Linked DNA regions of Sus scrofa: region 1 is linked to region 2. Evidence: chromatin contacts called from public HiChIP or PLAC-seq data. All regions are on one chromosome and are shown on one strand. Each heading gives the region's core, a stretch centred on a gene start, on an enhancer-like site or on the middle of the called end of the contact. The rest is flanking DNA. Distances are from core to core; before and after follow the strand shown.

Region 1 (6,596 bases), core at 1,232-3,731, 490 kb after region 2:
AGGAGAGTTCCTCATTATCTGTGGATTGAAGCATTTTACCTGTGAAATGAGTCCATTTGGATGCTGTGACATCACACTAGTTGTCAGAAAATGTAATTAACCAAGATGAATCTTGGTTTAAATAAAGCTTCCTGCCGCACATCTATCTGCCCCACATTCTGTGTAGTCAGAAGTGTAAAGTGTTGGAGTTCCCATCGTGGCTCAGCCGAAACAATCTGACTAGTATCCATGAGGATGCAGGTTCCATCCCTGGCCTTGCTCAGTGGGTAAAGGATCCAGTGTTGTGAGCTGTGGTGTAGGTGGAAGACACAGCCCCCATCTGTTATTGCTGTGGCTATGGTGTTGGCTGGCACCTGCAGCTCTGATTCAATTCCTAGCCTGGGAACTTTCATGTGCCACAGGTGCGGCCCTAAAAAGAAAAAAAAAATCAATGCAGTCTACGGATTTTAATTATTTCATTTTCTTTCTTAACCCTTTTTGGGGGAGAAAAAGTCTAGCCTTCTGTCGCATTCTCATCACCTCTTTTCCGCCTGCTTCCTCCCTGCTTCTCCCTCGGCCATTTCACAAATGTGTCATTTTATGGCATTTTATTTAGATTGATTTGTAAGGATGGAAATACTGTAAACAAGTTAATAAAATGTAAAGTAGAGTAGATTGTATCGAAGATAAGAACAATTCCAAAAATAGTTGTCTGCCTCTCTGAGTTTTTGTTCTCCCAATAATGAAGCTCACAGCCTTTAATTATAGTTTGAGACACTGTGTTGAAATATTTAATCTCTGAGTAATGACTGGATTTTAGTTTCCTAATTGGCATCTGTGTGTTTAGCATCTGTGCCAAAGCCCGAATCTGAGAATGAGCACACACTACAAGACATGGACTAAATGTAAAGTACTTCTGATACCTGCCACCTTAGCTCCAGGGCAATTGTGTTATAACCAAAAAAGGAGAGATAAATATCATATATTTTATGATTTCATAAAACAAACCACCTGTTAAGGTTGACAAGCCAAACCAAAAATCCATGTGTGATCAGCACGTAGTGCAGTGTAATTGTAGGGCCTCAGAGAAGCCCTTGGCCTTGGAAACAGGTCTTGCTCATTCCCAAATGGTATTTCAGGTACCTGGGAGTAGTTCTCAGAAGACAATGCCCCACCCACAACTAGGTGACTTATTGAAAATCTGGTGAAACCAGCTTGAAAGGACTTAAAGACTAGGCAGGGAAGTTATCGCCTTGAATTCTGTCCCCCGCAAATTTTTCTTTGTGTGTTCCAAGAAGGAGACTCATCAATGTCTTTGGGCATCTTTTCAGCTTCACATTGCTGGACACAAGATGCCCCTCACATCATCTACAACACACTCCTTTAGCAAGTGCTCAGTACCCACTGTGGGCGTGAAACCAACCAGCTCACATTCCCTGAATAATGTATGCTTCCTTTGGCCGTATTTCTCCAGCCTGAAGTTACACGCGGGAGAAGGTGGAGCAGGAGGTGGAATTACAGAACCCAGCTGGTCTATCCACTAAGACCTTCCTAAGATGAAAGGCCAAATCATAGACCCAGGACAGGCTCTGGAGGCCAGCAGACAGAATGGCTCTTTCAGCTGCAAAGCAAGAAGAGATTCTGATTTGCCAAGGTAGTGAATTTGGGGAAACAGCTCCCTGATACATCTGATAACAGTATCCTAAGGCTTTTTTTACTCAGGACAGGGTGTAACAGGCCACCTTAGGAGCCTTGGAGCTGTATAGTCATGCAGAGGTCATGGCATTCATGTTGCTCTGAAAATGAAAACTGCTCTCTTTCCAAACATGAACAACACCCTGTGAGTCTGGGGTTGGAGACACGCAAGGTGATACACTGAAGAACCAAAGGAGGCCATTCCTAGTTCCCGTCCTGGCTCAGTGGGAACAAACCCAGCTAGTATCCATGAGGTTGTGGGTTCGATCCCTGGCCTTGCTTCAGTGGGTTAAGGATCCAACATTGCCGTAAGCTGTGCTGTAGGTCGCAAACTTGGCTTGGATCCCATGTTGCTATGGATCTGGCCTAGGCCAAGGCTACAGCTCTGATGAGACTCCAGTGTTGCTGTGGCTGTGGTGTAGGCCCGTGACTGCAGCTCTGATTCGACCCCACCCTGGGAACTTCCAGATGCTGTGGGTGTGGCCCTAAAAAGCAAAAACAAACAAACAAACAAAACAGGAGGCCACTCCCAACACCCAACCATCACTGGTTACTTCACAGGATCCAAACAAGCCGGTTCCCTCTGTGGCAGGCCCCTGCCAGCTGGAGGCCAGTTGACCGCATGGACTGGTGTGGTCGCCTTAACCTGATCTGCATCTCATCTGTTGCCTTTCCCAGGCACAACCCAGAGTCAGAACTTTCACTTTCTCCAAATTCAGTTCAAGGGGATCCAATCATGTCCCAAAACTCCACGCTTGTCGCCGAATTCTCTCTACTGCTTGTAAAATGGGATTTTTCTCCTCGTGCTGTGGAGGCGGAAACTAAAGCTTAAGCAACACACAGCCAGGAAGAGACAGTACCAGGAGGGGAACCAGGGCCGTCTGACTCCAAAGGTCACGTTCTTTCCACTTCATCATTCTCCACCCCTCCCCCCTCCCCCAAAGTATATGTTTTCTAGATAAACAAATGCCATTGTCCATCCCACTGGGGTATTAGTGGGTTCTTTTTTTTTGCTCTTTAGGGCCACACCCAAGGCATATGGAAATTCCCAGGCTAGGGGGTCAAATTTCCAGCCTAAACCACAGCCACAACAACACCAGATCCCAGCCAAGTCTGTGACCTACAGCGCAGCTTGTGGCAACGCCAGATCCTTAACCCACTGAGCAAGGCTAGGAATCGAACCCACATCTTCATGGATTCTAGTTGGATTCTTAACCTGCTGAGCCACAATGGGAACCCCCTGAAATTCTTGATAGTAGTTCCTCTGACAAGGGAAAGAGAACCAGAGTGAGGGGGAGGGGACAAGTTCAAAAGGATTTTAACCACATCTGTTTTTTTTTTTTTTTTTGCCTTTTTCTAGGGCCGCACCTGCAGCATATGGAGGTTCCCAGGCTAGGGGTTGAATCGGAGCTGTAGCCACCGGCCTACACCAGAGCCACAGCAACACGGGATCCGAGCCGCGTCTGCGACCTACACCACAGCTCACGGCAACGCCAGATCCTTAACCCACTGAGCGAGGCCAGGGATCGAACCCTCAACCTCATGGTTCCTAGTCGGATTTGTTAACAACTGAGCCACGATGGGAACTCCCACATCTGTTTTATATTTGATTTACTTTAAAGGGGAAGGAAAACATTTGAAATAAGTATGACAGAAAGTTAACATGTTGCCATTGTCAATTCTGGGTCATGACTACTCAGGGGCTTCTTATGGCTGGTCCCTGTGTTTCTTTATGTTTCATTTTGTCATAATATAATATACTCATAAATATTTTATGTTATGACTTCGAATAACTGCTAAAACATTAAGGGATATGGGGCTGTGAGAGTGTGTGCAGCTTGGACTGGAGTGCAAGGAGTGGGGTCCTAAGAAGGGGGCAGAGGCTGTGGCCCAGAGGGATTCCCTGCTAGGGAAGACAGAGATTGGGAGTCCAGAGATGGCAAGGACTGATCTGGGGCTGTGCGAGTGCTGGGTACAGAGAGAAATGGATGGACTCCATAGAAATTGAGAAGGTTGGAGCTCCCTTTGTGGCTCATCGGTTAACAAAACTGACTAGGATCCATGAGGACCCTGGGTTTGATCTCTGGCCTTACTCAGTGGGTTAAGGATCTGGCGTAGCTGAGGCCATAGGCATAGGCCGGCAGCTGTTGCTCTGATTAGACCGCTAGCCTGGGAACCTCCATATGCCTCAGGTGAGGCCCTAAAAAGACAAAAAGAAAAGAAAAAGAAAGAAATTGAGAAGGTTGGAGTTCCCTGATGGCTCAATGGATTAAGGATTTGGCATTGTTACTGCTGTGACAGGTTACTGCTGAGCACGTTCAAACCCTGCCCAAGGTACTTCCTTTTGCCTTGTGGCAAAAAAAAAAAAAAAAAAAAAAAAAAAGAGTTCTGGTTGCAGCTCAGCAGGTTAAGAACCTGAGTAGTATCATGAGGATGAGGGTTTGACCCCTGGCATGGCTCAGTGGGTTAAAGGATCCAGCATTGCCTCGAGCTGCCACATAGGTTGCAGATTTGGCTTGGATCTGGTGTTGCTGTGGCTGTGACATAGGCCAGCAGCTTCAGCTCTGATTTGACCCCTACTCTGCCCTAAAAAAGACAAACAAACAAAAAAATTGAGAAGGTAGAACCCCAGGCTTGGGTGATGGCTTGTGGGAAGAGGAAACCTTCAAGGCCTGCGTGTTTAGCCCCCACAACTTGGTGGGTGGTGCCAGTTTGAGCTACGGAACACTGCAAGAAGGAAGAATGCAGCAAGTAGAGTCATAGATTTGGAATGGGACTTAGTGATTTTAAGACTTTAAGGCATTCAAGGCAAATCAGGGTAAAATTAACAAGAAAGTGGCAACAGATGCCGGCTCAACCCAAAACTACTGGATATTTCTACTACTTTGGTAATTATCAAAATTACCTGGCTGCCTCTTTCGTGCCCTTCCTCCACGTGTCCAAATTGTGGCACTTGGGGCCAGCAGTTTAGGGGCAAAACCCTGCTGTATGACCCCGTGACGAATCTGAGAACAGCGTGTCTTTAATTTTTTTTTTTGCTTTTTAGGGCTGTACTCACAGCATATGGAGGTTCCCAGGCTAGGGGTCCAATCAGAGCTACAGCTGCTGGCCTACACCATAGCCACAGCAACACCAGGTCCAAGCCGAGTCTGCAACTGACAACACACCTCATGGCAACACCAGATCCTTAACCCACTGAGCGAGGCCAGGGATGGCACCACAACCTCATGGTTCCTAGTCAGATTCGTTTCCGCTGTGCCATAATGGGAACTCCATGAGAACAACATCTTTAGATGATAAACATAATCATTCCCAGCTTAGTTACTTTTGTTCTAACTTGTTGAGGATCGTGTCTGATTTTTCAGTTTCTGCCATTCCATTCCCAGGGCTGGGCTAAGTTCCTTCTCTAATTCCCAGTCCTTGCTGAGTTCAGGCTGCAATACAAACGACCTTTTATTGGATTCTGCCACAGTTTGAATGTTTGTGTCCCTCCCCGCAAATTCATGTGTTCACACCCAATGCCCCCCAGTGATGGTATTAAGAGGTGGGGCCTTTGGGGAGTGATTAGGTCAGGAAGACAGACCCTCATGAATGGGATTAGTTTTCTTATAAAAGAAACCCTGGGAGGTCAGTTTACCCTTCCCACCAAGTGAGAATTTAGCAAGAAGTCAGCAATCTGGCCAGGGAGTTCCCACTGTGGCTCAGAGGTAATGAACCATCCATGAGTTTCCCCTAGTACCCATGAGGATGCAGGTTCAATCCTTGGCCCTGCTCAGTGGTTAAGGATCTGGCATTGCCATGAGTTGTGGTGTAGATCATAGATGCAGCTCAGATCTGGTGTTGCTGTGGCTGTGGTGTAGGCCAGCAGCTGTAGCTCCAATTCAACCTCTAGCCTGGGAACTTCCATATGCTGCAGGTGTGGCCCTAAAAAGACAAAAAAAAAAAAGAAAGAAATGGAGGGAGGAAGGAAGGAAGGAAGGAAAGAAAGAAAGAAAGAAAGAAAGAAAGAGGGAGGGAGGAGGAAGGAAGGAAGGAAGAAAGAAAGGAAGAAAGAAAGGAAGAAAGAAAGAAAGAAAGAGGGAGGGAGGGAGGGAGGAAGGAAGGAAGAAAGAAAGAAAGGAAGAAAGAAAGGAAGATTGTCAGTTAATCCTCCAATGGAACCGAGGTCTGGCTTAGAGCATGATGACAGCTTTACAGAGGGTTAAATCTAAGCCTAAACCATGTCCACCCAGACTCCTAATCCACTCAGGTGTAAGAAATGGAAGTTATTTTGGAGTTCCCATTGTGGCGCAGTGGAAATAAATCTGACTAGGAACCATGAGGTTGCAGCCTCACTTGGTGGGTTAAGGATCCAGTGTTGCCATGAGATGTGGTGTAGGCCGGCAGCTGCAGCTTCAGCTCCTAGCCTGGGCATCTCCATATGCCACAGGTGCGGCCCTAAAAAAAAAAAAAGAAAGAAAGAAATGGGAGTTATTTTAAGCCACTTTTAGTTTGTGGGCATTTGTTACCCAACATAGAGAACAAAGACATTCCCTTATCCCATAAGCCCCCAATCTCTGTCAGGGAGCTTTAGCTCCCCTGCTTTCCTTTTACTCCATGTCTACTGATCAGTAAAATTCTATTTTTTTTCTGCACCCACAGCATGCAGAAATTCTGGGCCAGGGATCAAACCCACACCACAGCAGCAACCTGAGCCAGGCAGTGACAATGCTCGATCCTTAAGTTGCTGAGCAACCAGGGAACTCCAGCAATTTTTTTACTTGAAAAAAAAAATGCAGTGCTTTTTTTATATTATTACAAAAATGAGACATAGTCATTCTAAAACATTTATAGAATAGGTAGAAGCAAAAAGAAACAAATGAATTCCACTCAACTTTTTCTTAGGTGAGTTCAAAGTTTCTTCCAGGGTGTTTCCTCTGACT
Region 2 (6,384 bases), core at 3,345-5,844:
AGCAACCTGTCTGCTGCAGTGACAACACCAGATCCTTAACCTGCTGGGTCACAAGAGAACTCCACCTCTGCCTTGGCCTTGGTCTCTGCACCCTCATCTCGCTTAATCCAGAAGATTTCTTAAAAAAAAATAAAAAATAAAAAAAAAAAAAAAATGTATATTTCATGCGGAGTTTAGACACAACGCAGATGCATGGCTTGTGTTGGCACAGTTGCTAATTGTGAGTCCCTGGGGACAGCCTTCCACCCGCCTCCCACCCAGAGTCTGTCTGGGGCAGACAGGGGCTCCAGTGTGGAACAGAGTTACTGGTTTATGTAACATGTAATTGGCATGTCGCTTCACTTCCAGCCAAAGCTAAGCCCCAGTCCATCAGCACTAAAGTTTAGCACTTATGCTTCTCGTGAGTGACGGCTCTGACCCTAGCACTAAAATTGCTCCAAGCCCTTTAGGAGAAGTGGGGGGCACCCGCCATTAGCATCCAGGTGGTGGAGAAAGGGACGACATTAGAGGGGACTCATGTCTAATGAGACCCTGCCATGGGGAGAGCACATCTATGCCTTATTTATAGCTCAAATCAACTCCATGGAGTTATTATTGCCCCCCTTTTTTTCTTTTCAGGGCCAAACCTGCGGCATATGGAAGTTCCCAGGCTAGGATTGAATCAGAGCTGCAGCTGCTGGCCTACACCACAGCCACAGCAACACTGGATCCAAGAAGCATCTTTATCCAGATCCAAGCCACAACTGCGACGTACGCCACAGCTTGCAGTAATGCCAGATCCTTAACCCACTGAGCGAGGCCTGGGATTGAACCGATTTCTCACGGGTTCTTTCTGTGTACAGCAACTGCTGTGCAGCACAGGGAATTCTATATCTAATCACTTGTGATGGAGCATGATGGAGGATAACTCGAGAAAAAGAATGTGTGTGTGTGTGTGTGTGTGTGTGTGTGTGTGTTGTGTATGTATGACTGGGTCACTGTGCTGTACAGAAGAAATTGACAGAACACTGTAAACCAACTATAATAAAAAATTTTTTTGAAATCCCTCTCCCCAAATATTTGTAATGCTGCATAATAATGTGATTCTAAACTGCCAGGGACTTTGAAGAAATTCTGAAATTCCTTGAGCACCACTCTTGGCCCACCCCACACACACCAGAGCTTCTGCCTTTAAGTACATTTTGCAAGGAAAACTCACTGTGTTCGCACTAGGGCCTTTGAGAGCTTCCCGCCAGGTTGGTGTCCACGGAGGACTGATCTGAGTCTCCAGGAAGAAAGCACTTGCCCCAGCCAGGGAGGGGGCGTGGGACCTGGCACTCCATCTTGGGACACCTGAAAACCGCACTGCCACTGATGCTCACGTTGACATGAACTTGCTCTGTGTGGCCATGGGCTCAGGAGGGTTTTATAACTGAAGTTCCCAGGCTAGGATCGAATAGACTAGTAAGGGTCGAATTGGAGCTGCAGCTGCCGGCCTACACCACAGCCACAGCAACGCTGGATCCTGAACCCACTGAGTGAGGCAGGAGATCGAACGTGTCCTCATGGATCCTAGACAGGTTCATTAGCGCTGAGCTAGGACAGGAATTCCCATGGATCATTTTTAAGTGTTTGCTCCTTTTGCCGACGTGCCAAACATTAGACATTCTAAATACACTTAATTAATAATTAATGATGTCCCTGAGCTCCCTCTGCTGGCTCTGCCCCAGCCAGCTCCTGCAGAGGATGATTCTGCTGCTATTTCTTCCGAGAAGAGAGAGCAATGCATAATCCACAAACCGAGGTGATGGGGCAGAGGATGTTTCAAAAGTAGCTAGAGAAGATCCTGCCATGGCTCAGCGAGTGGAGAGCCCGACTAGTATCCGTAAGGACACGTGTTTGATCCCTGGCCTTGCTCAGTGGGTGAAGCATCTGGCGTTGTCGTGAGCTGTGGTGTGGGTCACAGACACGGCTCAGATCCCATGTTGCTGTGGCTCTGGTGTAGGCCAGTGGCTATCTCTCTGATTCGACCCCTAGCCTGGGAGCCTCCGTATGATGCAGGTGCAGCCCTAAAAAAAAAAAAAAAAAGCTAAAGTTGATGAACTGCCAGCTTCCTTCCTAGGCAGCCATCTGGATCGTCTATGTGGCTCCTGGCACGGGCAGATGGGACACTGATCAGAGCCCGGCTGGAACCTTATCACGGTGAACAGATGAAACCGAAAGCAAAGGGGCTGAAAAGTTTGCTGTTTGTTACGCACCTCAGGAGTTCAGAGAGAATGAGACAGTATCTGACCCCCTTTGTTCTGTTTCAAGTTTCTAAATAGGAAGAACAAAAAAAAAAAAAAAAAAAAAAAAAAAGGCTTGATTCCTATGAGAATCACTCTAGCAGGACGGGGCTTGGAGGCTCTGTTTTCAGGAGCACTGCAGGGAGGCCCTGCCCAGTGCGGCCAGCACCAGGACACGTCTTGGCTACCCGAGACTTCAGGCTGCATGTCCCCCCATAACTGCTGTCACCACACATCAGTTGGCGTGATGTGGGTGTTGGTCACTCATTCCAAACTGAGGACAGGCACTGTTTCTTCATCTCAATGGTCTTTGTGTCCTTGCCACGGTATAGGCCTGTAAAGATTTGTTAGATGGATTTTTATTTTTTCTTTATTTTTTTTGCTTTTTAGGGCCACACCTGTGGCACATGGAGTTTCCCAGGCTAGGGGTCAAATCAAAGCTGTAGCTGTCAGCCTACACCACAGCCATAGCCACAACAGATCTGAGCCACATCTGCAAACAAACACCATAGCTCACGGCAACACCAGATCCTTAACACACTGAGCGAGGCCAGGGATCGAACCTGCTTCCTCATGGATCCTAGTCAGATTCGTTTTTGCTATACCATGATGGGAACTCTCTGGATGGATTTTTATTTTATTTTATTTTTAAATTTTAATTAATTTATTTTTTTGTCTTTTTGCGATTTCTTGGGCCGCTCCCACGGCATATGGAGGTTCCCAGGCTAGGGGTCGAATTGGAGCTGTAGCTGCTGGCCTAAACCAGAGCCACAGCAACGGGGGATCCGAGCCACATCTGCAACCCACACCACAGCTCACGGCAATGCCGGATCCTTAACCCACTGAGCAAGGCCAGGGATCGAACCTGCAACCTCATGGTTCCTAGTCAGATTAATTAACCAGTGAGCCAGAGGGGAACTCCCCTGGATGGATTTTTAAAACACACACACATAGGAGAGTTCCCTGGTGGCTCAATGGGTGAAGGACCTGGTATAGTTACTGCTGTGGCTCAAGTTTATTCTTTGCCTGGGGAACTTCTGCATATGGCAGGCACAGTCAAAAAAAACTTTTTTAATTAAAAAATGTATGGAGGTTCCCACATGGCACAGTGGGTTAAGGATCTGGCATTGCCACAGCTGTGGTACAGATTACAACTGCATATGGGTTCGCTCCCTGGCCAGGAATTTCCACATGCCATGGGTGTGACAAAAAAAAAAAAAAATCACACATACACACACACAGGGAAACAAAAAGGGATGAGAAAAACTAAGAACAAGGAAAGAAAGGTACCTCCTTGGCAGAGTGACACGGTTGCTATGACGACATGGATACTGACTCAGAGAGCCTGGTGACCCTCAGGGTCTGCCAAGTCACTGCCCATGGCACTGCCCCTGCAGCGTGCTGTGCCCTCCCCTGGGGAGGGAGGTGACAAATGGCTGGCTGAGTGCAGGGTCACCCCACAGAAGTGCTCAGCTCTGGGAGTGGGGATTGTATGGCATAAAAGATACACTGGAGGGGAGAGCAATATAAGGAAATGTTAAGAGTCAGGCCAGGGCTTGCACCCACCCTCTGTCCTGCGCACAGTAAGGCAGCAGACCAGCAACACCGGGGAAAACAAAGATGCATGGTCTACCTAACAGTTATTGCAACTCCACTATGAGGGAGTTCCCGCTGGGGCACAGTGGGTTAAGAATCTAACTTCAGTGGCTTGGGTCGCCACAGAGATACAAGCTCAATCCCCAACCCTGCGCAGTGAGTTCAAAGGATCCAGCATTGCCGCAGCTGCAGCATAGGTCACAGACGCAGCTCAGATTCAATCCCTGGCCCAGGACTGAATGCGGCATGCCACATGCCACAGGTGCAGCTCTTTAAACAAACAAACAAATAAGCAAACGAACAAAACTCTACTACGTGGCAGCATCTTATGTGCAATCCGCTCTATTAACTCTCCCAACAGTCCTGGGAGGTGGGAATATTATATCCATTTTGCAACTGAAGACACCAGAAAAACAGCTGATGGACTTGCCAGGTTGACCCAGAAAGTAAGTGGCAGAGCTGGAAAGAGAGACCAAGGGCATCTAACTCAGAGCCCACGGCGACTTTAGGGGCTAAGAGAGGCCAGCTAAGAGCGGCTGAAGTCCCAGCTGGTTCCCAAAGAGTGGAACTGGACACAAGACATCTCTGTTGGGAAGTGTCTACTCCGCCTCTCAGAACCAGTAATTATACACCCAGTGAGGGTGGCGGCTTGTTGTGGGTGTTGGCTCTCAAACCGTAGGCAGCAGAAGAGCTAGGACTTGTCCTGTGGTCTCAGTATAGTCCCCTGGGCTGGCAACCAGGGCTGTGCAGTGTGCTGAACACACCCAACTGGTTGCCTGCTGTTTGGCTCAACTGTCTTTTTAGGCTGAACTCTTTGTAAAAACAAATAAAACATCCCTCTACTGGGCTACATGACCTCACAAAAACTCAGCCTCCAAACTCTGCATCTGCTTCTCTCAGAAGCTTTTTGTCCTTCAGCTTCCCTGGGAATCTTGGCTACACCAAGGAGGGAAAAAAAAAAAAATGGAAGAGATAGAAGATCAATATCTTTATGCTTAAGTGTAGAATTAATCCATATTTCACTCTTAAGGTCTGGAGTTTGGAAAGAGTGGCTGGGATTTGTTACATAAGTGATTGCAGCTTGTTCTGAAGATAAGGCGATTCTGAATCGGTAACCAGGCTGGACCGTCCACCTCAGGGAGAGGCCTGGCTATTGTTCAGGGTTTGCTTTGGACTTCACTTCCTGGAGTAAAAGGTCGTTGCGATCCAACACGTGAACAGGAAGTGGGCAGGGCTTGCCACCCTGCCTGGTGGTTCACAAAAGAAGAAACACAGAGAAGTCATAACCTCTGCGGTTTAGTGTGTGTTGCAACATGAAAACCCGGAAGATTATCTTAGAGGAGGCTGATTTGTCAAAGTTGGCAATGAAGTGGAGCCTTTACTGTGGGAGTCTTAGGAGGGGAGCCAGCCTTTGTCCTCCCGAGAAGCTCCCAGGTCTTGGAAGCGGATAAAACCATAACCCTTTGGAACAAGTCCCCAAAATGTAGCTCTGTCATCAGAATGGGATGGTCAGAAGGGTGTTTACAAGAATGCAATTTGATTTTTTTTTAAAGTTTGATATTCTTTAAAAATGAACAGCCCTCCCTGTGGTTTGACTTGAGTAACAAGTGCATGTGTGGTGATGGGAGGTGGAGGAGACATGGGTGCCCTCTCCCTCCCACCACTGGGGTCTCAGGGCATTTCATTGGGTCGAGCCAACCTGCCTGTTTAAGCCTGTGAATCTGCCTGATCTTGAAAATCTTCCAGGTGGTCTCACAGGTGGTGAACTGCCACATGGATTAGTGCTGACCCAAATGCTAGTACTGCTTACAAGCTGGCCAGGAAAACTTTTTTTTACTGGAAAATTCCTTGAGAAGAGACCACAGAGTTTCAGTGAGGATATGCCAGTTAAGGATAGGAAGTTGCCGTTGTGCCTCAGCAGGTTACGAAGCCAACTAGTATCCAGGAGGAATCGGGTTTGATCCCTGGCCTCACTCAGTGGGTTAAGGATCTTGGTGTGTAGCTGGCAGCTGTAGCTCCAATTCAGCCCCTAGCCTGGGGAACTTCCATATGCTGTGGGTGTAGCCCTAAACAGCCACACACACAAAAAAAAAAAAAAAAAAAGGGAATATGCAATTTAATAAAACAGGACATCCTGATGGAGCCACAAGAAGACATACTCCCTGACAGGCACATCAAAGGCATCCCAAGGATACAGGCAGGGTGAACCTCACTGGCTCCCACAGTTTTGGGGAGCATCAAAAGGGAGAGAAACCTGCCTCCCAGCAGCTCTCGGCCATCTGCCACACCTGGCTCAGCAGTTAAATAAGATTGGAAAAGCAAGACTGGGAGTGGCTCTACCACGCTTATCTGAGGAAATGTCTGAGTGTCATCTGTCAAGAGAGTTCTTCCCAAGTTTTTTATCATTCTTAAAGATTAGACACCTTTAATTTCCAAGTGCACCCCAAAGGTAAACTGTGATGCTGATGGTCCCTGTGAGAAGCCCTCCACAAGCTGGTGCCCTTGAAGGAGACAGAGGCTGTGT

Evidence for each region. HiChIP or PLAC-seq counts read pairs in DNA pulled down with a chosen protein or histone mark.
Region 1: an H3K27ac HiChIP or PLAC-seq map of alveolar macrophages shows a contact between it and region 2. The contact joins two enhancer-like sites. A contact is called at or near these places in 1 of 5 promoter capture datasets (liver) and 1 of 2 datasets of contacts at active chromatin or transcription factors (alveolar macrophages).

Annotation. Positions count from the first base shown.
Region 1 is chr10:13,913,465-13,920,060 of Sscrofa11.1, forward strand. No RefSeq gene overlaps it. Among named protein-coding and RNA genes, the nearest start is that of SDE2, 19 kb to the left of the region's middle. Within about 2 kb of position 2,482, at least 12 of the 83 cell types and tissues checked have an H3K27ac peak or open chromatin away from gene starts, as enhancers often do. A contact at or near this core is called in alveolar macrophages, where this site is marked.
Region 2 is chr10:13,421,762-13,428,145 of Sscrofa11.1, forward strand. No RefSeq gene overlaps it. Among named protein-coding and RNA genes, the nearest start is that of LBR, 8.1 kb to the left of the region's middle. Within about 2 kb of position 4,595, at least 42 of the 83 cell types and tissues checked have an H3K27ac peak or open chromatin away from gene starts, as enhancers often do. A contact at or near this core is called in alveolar macrophages, where this site is marked.